2 separate regions of the Sus scrofa genome follow, and region 1 is linked to region 2. The links are chromatin contacts, called in public Hi-C maps. All regions are on one chromosome and are shown on one strand. The core of a region is the stretch at or near the end of the contact, and the rest is flanking DNA. Distances in the headings are between cores, read along the strand shown. Region 1 has its middle 54 kb from the start of ALOX5AP. Region 2 overlaps LOC106505250 (a long non-coding RNA gene).

Evidence for each region. A called contact is a pair of places that touch in the nucleus more often than the background predicts.
Region 1: a contact with region 2 is called in a Hi-C map of skeletal muscle, with 6 times the contacts expected there. The contact joins two enhancer-like sites. A contact is called at or near these places in 1 of 5 promoter capture datasets (liver), 20 of 47 Hi-C or Micro-C datasets (alveolar macrophages, brain, embryonic fibroblasts and 13 more) and 1 of 2 datasets of contacts at active chromatin or transcription factors (skeletal muscle).

Annotation. Positions count from the first base shown.
Region 1 is chr11:7,464,609-7,467,364 of Sscrofa11.1, forward strand. No RefSeq gene overlaps it. Among named protein-coding and RNA genes, the nearest start is that of ALOX5AP, 54 kb to the left of the region's middle. Within about 2 kb of position 1,268, at least 32 of the 83 cell types and tissues checked have an H3K27ac peak or open chromatin away from gene starts, as enhancers often do. A contact at or near this core is called in fetal skeletal muscle, mesenteric adipose tissue, omental adipose tissue and 2 more, where this site is marked.
Region 2 is chr11:6,946,152-6,949,027 of Sscrofa11.1, forward strand. The region is part of intron 2 of LOC106505250 (a long non-coding RNA gene); the gene reads right to left. Among named protein-coding and RNA genes, the nearest start is that of KATNAL1, 120 kb to the right of the region's middle. Within about 2 kb of position 1,625, at least 43 of the 83 cell types and tissues checked have an H3K27ac peak or open chromatin away from gene starts, as enhancers often do. A contact at or near this core is called in fetal skeletal muscle, mesenteric adipose tissue, omental adipose tissue and 2 more, where this site is marked.

The DNA.
Region 1 (2,756 bases), core at 18-2,517, 520 kb after region 2:
GTAACATGCCTAAGGCGCTAGAGCTGTGAGAGGCAGAACCAGGGCTTGGCTCCTGGCTTCTTGCCCCCACAGGCATGGCACACGAATGTTCCAGCATCCTTTTGAAAGTTTCCTTGAGATGAGTCTCAAGGGGTCTCTTGATGGCTTCATGTGACAGTCAGAGGGAGGGGTTTCTTGCTGCTGAAGGCAGCCCAGATCCTGGGGTCTCTGTAAGTTTCCTCCAGAGATAGTTCATGGCAGCTTCTCTAGGGATACAAAGAAGAGAGGGCCAGATCCAGCGCCAAACAAGCAGCCAGGGGGACCAAGGCCATCACCAGGGTAGCCAAAATCCAGGCTATTGAGGATTTTCTGGAGGGATTCAAAGCCTCTCTTGAGTCCTATCCAGGGGCACAGAGGTAAAAACAACAGCAGCGCACACCGGAAGATTTCAGAGTCCAGAGGGGAGTCAGGCATGGGCTGCTGCCCTTCACTGGGAGGGCACGCCTTGGGGGTCCCCCGCATCCTCCAGGCAGTGTCCCTCCCAGCGAGCCCAGTATTTCTACACCTGGAAGGAAAGTCTGCTCAGACCATTGCAGGAGCCCAGGAGCAAAGCCTGTCTGGGGGGCCCAGAGGCTGGTGCCAAAACCCTTTAAGTCTCTTCCTTGTATCAAAGACCTGTCGTCCCTCCAACTCCTGGGCAGATCCTGATTTTTAGGTGGTGGGGCTGGTGGGGGAGGGTGGGGGAAGAGTCTGCATTTTCCTGGTGATTTTGATATGGGAGGTCCGTGGGCCATCATTTGAGAACTGCTGCTTTTCCTGCCAACACACCTTCCACTGTGCCTCCTTTGGCCCCATCAATACTTAAAGACATCTGTAGCCTCAGGGAACTTTCTAGAAAAAAAAGATTCCACACTGGAGTCAAGAAGAGTCTTCCTAGCCTCACGGTGGAGCTATAGGGGGTGTGTTCAGGCCCAGGGAGAGGACTGTTCATGCCACTCCGCCCAGGGAGCAGTCAGTGCCCCTACTAGGAAGAGTGTCCCTCTCCTGCCCCAGAGCCCAGACAGGGCGGCCTGGGCTAACCCGGGAATGGACGGGAATGGACAGGCACGTGCTCAGAGCAGGGCGGCTCCCTGCAGCCTGCTGGCCCTGAAGGGGCTAAGGATCTGCCTGGAACCCAGGATTCCAAGGAGTAACACGAGCACTGGGAAAACAGGGCCCTTTCTGGCTGGCGCTCTGGGCACCCCAGCTCTGGAGCTGCCCCCAGGGGGGGGCTGGGAAGAGGTTAGCCGGCACCCTCAGAATGAAGAGCGCACGCACGCACGCACGCACGCAGGGAGGAGAGATGGGTCTGCACTGCACAACACTTCTGAATGTTCTGGAAAGGAAAATAAAGTAAGTGCGTGAGGTAGTGACGGAGGTATTCAAAATATTTCCCTTTAAAGCTGGAGAACGCGTTCTTCCTCCTGCTTCCCTTTAGGCCCTTGTGGCTCTCCTCATCTTCCAGGGTTGTAACCACTGTCTCAGCAGTGACTCTAGAAAACTCCATTAGGCCCTTTCTTTAGGAAGGGAATTAATGACTTTGAAAATTTAGTGCTTTGTAAACACAGGAGGGAAAGCATTTCCCCCAGGCGCGCAGATTCCTTGGCAGCGAAGGGAGACTGGATGGGAAAGTAAATGTTTCCAGCCTGTCGAGAGGCCCCCACACCAAACACTGTCTGCTTCTTGTAAAGCCCGGCCCCACAGCGCTTCGGTGCTCAAAAATCCTGAAAAAGGAAGCCCGGAGAAAGCAAAAGAAACAGGAGCCACGGAGAACAAGACCGGTCTGATGAGCTGCAAAAAACCGAAAACCAAACCAAAACAAAACCGTCAGGCAAAACTTTCTAATGTCAATGCATAGTAAAAGTGTGTGTCCTTGGCGAGTCTAGCTTTTGACCTGAATTAGAGAAATCAGTTGTTTACACAGCCAAACCCACAGACTAATTACCGTCTTTGTTCTTTTGAACTTTTAGGCCTGGCCAGTGACATAAAATCCTTGGAAGTAAAAAAAACCTCACAGGACAAACATGCAGCAGTAAGCATGGGGATCAGGACGGCGGGCTGAATTGCTGGCATCCGTACAAGTTAGTAACACCAGGGGGAGGGGAGGTGGGGGAGAGGGTGGGGAGGGGGCTCGTTTGATAAAATAACGACATTCCAGGCGCTTTCCCAGAGAAGTTTCCTGGGCCTCCAAGTCTTTCTCCTTCAAAGCGGCCTTTCCCAGAAACTAGCCTTTTCCTGCCTCTTTATTCCCTCCTTGAGAAAACCACAGAAACATCATTTCAGCAAATCCTTGCATCTTTGAAAGTTGGCCAGTCCCATGTGGGGACCAGAGGATGAAGCTGCCAAGCCTACCCAGGGATTCACTCGTTCTCCCCCAGTGTTTTGGTTTGGTTGTGTGAACTCATTTATTCATTTAACAACAGTCTCAAGTGCTTCGGATTTGGGGGGGCGAGTCTTGGAGATTCAGGATTTGAGGCCTTCAAAGAGTGCCTCAATATTTGTCATAGCAACAACAGCTGAAAAAGTGTATTACTTTGGGGAGCACGACTTCTTTGAGTCAAACTGTCATGGCTTTCTCTTTGTTTCCTAATGTGTTTCTAAGGCTCCAGCCAAACTAGTGAACTGGAATTGCTGGGGGTCTTCCGGGCCTCGGAGCTCGGGATGACCCTTCCTGTTATTTTAACACCATTAGGAATTTAATAGGTCTTTGCCAAAAAGCCAGGAAACCATTTTTAATA
Region 2 (2,876 bases), core at 375-2,874:
GAACACAGTGCAGGACGGGAGAGACTAGAATCACGCTGGGTTCCTGTGGGAGCCCTGAAAGGGGTGCAAGGTCACTGCCGAGTCCGGAAGGACGTCGGGTGAGCTCTGTGGGCTGCAGAACCGGGCACCTGGAGGTGGCAACCCGCCAGGGCTGTGGAGGTGAGGTCCTGACACTGGCTCTGGTGTGTGGCTCCCCCCGCCCCAATACCAAGCGGTCCTCTGACGCCAGCTGAGTGTCCGACAATTCACCCCAGTTCTGAAACTACCCGGAGGCATCGTCAGATCCAAGAGTTAAGGGCTCAGCCCCGCAAGATGCCCCACCTCAGACGCCAGCCAAAGGCACGGATCAGACCACCTGACTGTAAATCAGAGGCTCCCGCCCCCACGCTGCGTCCATTCCAACTTTGAGGGGGCTCACGGGACTCAGGAGACGAGTTGATGCACTAGACCACTGGCTTCTTGGGAAGGATAAGAGTCACCAGACAGATGAAGAGATACACGGCTGAGGTTTCAGACAGAGAGGCTTCACGCCCGGTGACGTTTGGGGCCCAGCGTATCGTGGATACGTTCTGGCTCCTCAACTCGGAAGCTCTCAGAACGCCACCCTTTGGGGGTTTTACAGAGGCTCTGTCATATTGGGTGGGCACGAGTGACGAAGCCACTGGCCTTCAGTGATCGATTCACCTCCAGCTGCTCTGCCCCAGGGAGGCTTGGGGTCAGGGGGATGAAGGTTCCAACCCTCTCGTCTGGGGGTTGGTTGTTCTGGGGACCCCACCACCATCCTGCGGCGGCTGAAGGGCTTTCTAAAAGTCACCTCTTGGAGTTCCCGCTGTAGCTCAGCGGAAATGAATCTGATGAGCATCCACGCCAGGGCGTGGGCCCCAGCTGTCTCTTCCTCGGCCCTGGGTCCTTTGCCCCAAGAGCTCTCCTGCTGTAAAGCTGCCCTCCTCCCAGGCCTTTCTCAGCGTATCAAGCTTTAAGCAGCCAAGGTTGAGCCCTGGGCTGGGGACAAAGGTCAGAGTCAAGGCCGACCCAGCCCCAAATCTCATCCTATCCCAAGGCTCCAACCCGGCCCCGCTTCCACCACATACTCTCACACTTTTATTTGGAAAGGCTTTTAAACCTACAGACGACTTGAAAGAAGAGAACAATAAATACGTCTTTCCCCTGGCTCCCCCCGCTGACATCCTGCCACATGCGCCATGGCTCTGTGTCTCTGCCCTGAGCCACAGCCCAGGAGGAAGACAATGACCCAACCCTGTCATTAGTAAGGCTGACTGTGATAACAAGGAGTGACCACGGCCACATCTTCCCACGGAAGAGGCGGCCTTTCCATTCTGTAATTAATGAGAGGCTCATGGAGTGATGCGAACGGAAAGCGAAGCCACAGACCACCTCGCTAAACATCCTCGGGGCCACAGGAGGAAGCCGCGAACGCGGCAGGAAGGTGGCTGGCCTCCTGCTGCTGGAACTGAGATTCTCGCTCCCTTTAGTCTGCGTGAAATCAGGCGTGGAGATGAGGACGAGGACGGGTGTGCGGAGCGAGGGCGCCGCCAGGCTCTGCCTGGGAACCTCTCCCGGTCTTGGAGGGACGTGAAATTACCAAGGCCGGTAGGCGGGGCATCCCGTGTCCTCGTTAGCGGCCAACGGCGCTCAGGCCACCGGCTTCCGGCCTGGCTCTGTCACCGGCTCCCTCCCAGCGCGGGGCGGGCTCTGTGCGTGATGAACGCTTCTGCCTGCCCGGCTCCGAGGGCGAATCCGGGGCCCGTGTTCCTTTTATCACCGTTTTATACTCGTCAGGGTTGTTAAGTCATTTGGTATCCCAGGCAACCTGAAAGCAGCTCCCGGACGTTTTAACCCCAAAAAAGACAGTGCCAAGGGAAGAAAGACCTGTCCTTGCCAGGTGCCACTGTCGCATGCTCGCAGAAGCTAATGGATAACCTTTCAGGGGACGACTCCGCAGGGGCTGGGTGATGTCTCCGTATGTCTCGGGCTCCGGGTGGGGGGAGACGATGTCAGAGGAGACCAGCTCTGTAAGCACAGCTCTTTTTTCCAGCTATGCAAACAGACTTCTGTGAGCGTTTCCGCGGGGGACCCACAAGTTTCCCCTTCCGCCCAAAGGCAGGTTAATCTTGAGATGGTTCGGCCATGGTCATGCGATGTTGTCAGTGGTCTCCTGACACGTCCAGAGGACCCCCCCCCCCCGGACCCAAGCCCCTTCCAGAGGGCACCTCCAGCCCCACCACCCCTGACTTCGGAGCCGCCAAGTGCCCCCAAGCCAGGCTGCCTGCAGAGCTGCGCCCCACTCCGCCCACCCAGCAGCCTCTTTCGCAGCTTCCTTTGAAACCTTGCCCTGGAGTTCAGCTTCAGGATTCCTGTAAGTGCCCAGACAGAGAACCTCAGATGTCATGATTTTTCAGGCCCTCCATTCATAAAACACTGGGCTGTTTCCACGTGGGGTGTCTTGTTCCTCCCAAGAATGGAAACAGAAGAAGCTGCCAAGCCTGAGTCCCCGGGAGTCATGAACCGCATCCCCACCCCACCCCAGGATGGCGAGGCTCTGCGGCCCCAGGTCTGTACACGCGGAGGGAAAAGGAAAAGGATGTTGGAGCCTCCCGGGCCAGCAGACCCTCTGATAGACGCGTTCTTGCGGCGGAGAGTAGCCTGGGAACCCCTCGCTGCTTTTAAGCGCATCACGGGCAGGGAGGCGCGGGCTGCACAGCTGCCCACGCAGCGGAGGGCCCTGGGCACGGCAGAGCCCGGCGTCGTGCGCCCTCCGCGGTGGCACCTCTGCCGCAGCTATGGCAAGGCCCGATCCTTTTAACCCCCGTGCGGGGCTGGGGATCAAATCCGCGCCTCTGCAGTGACCTGAGCCA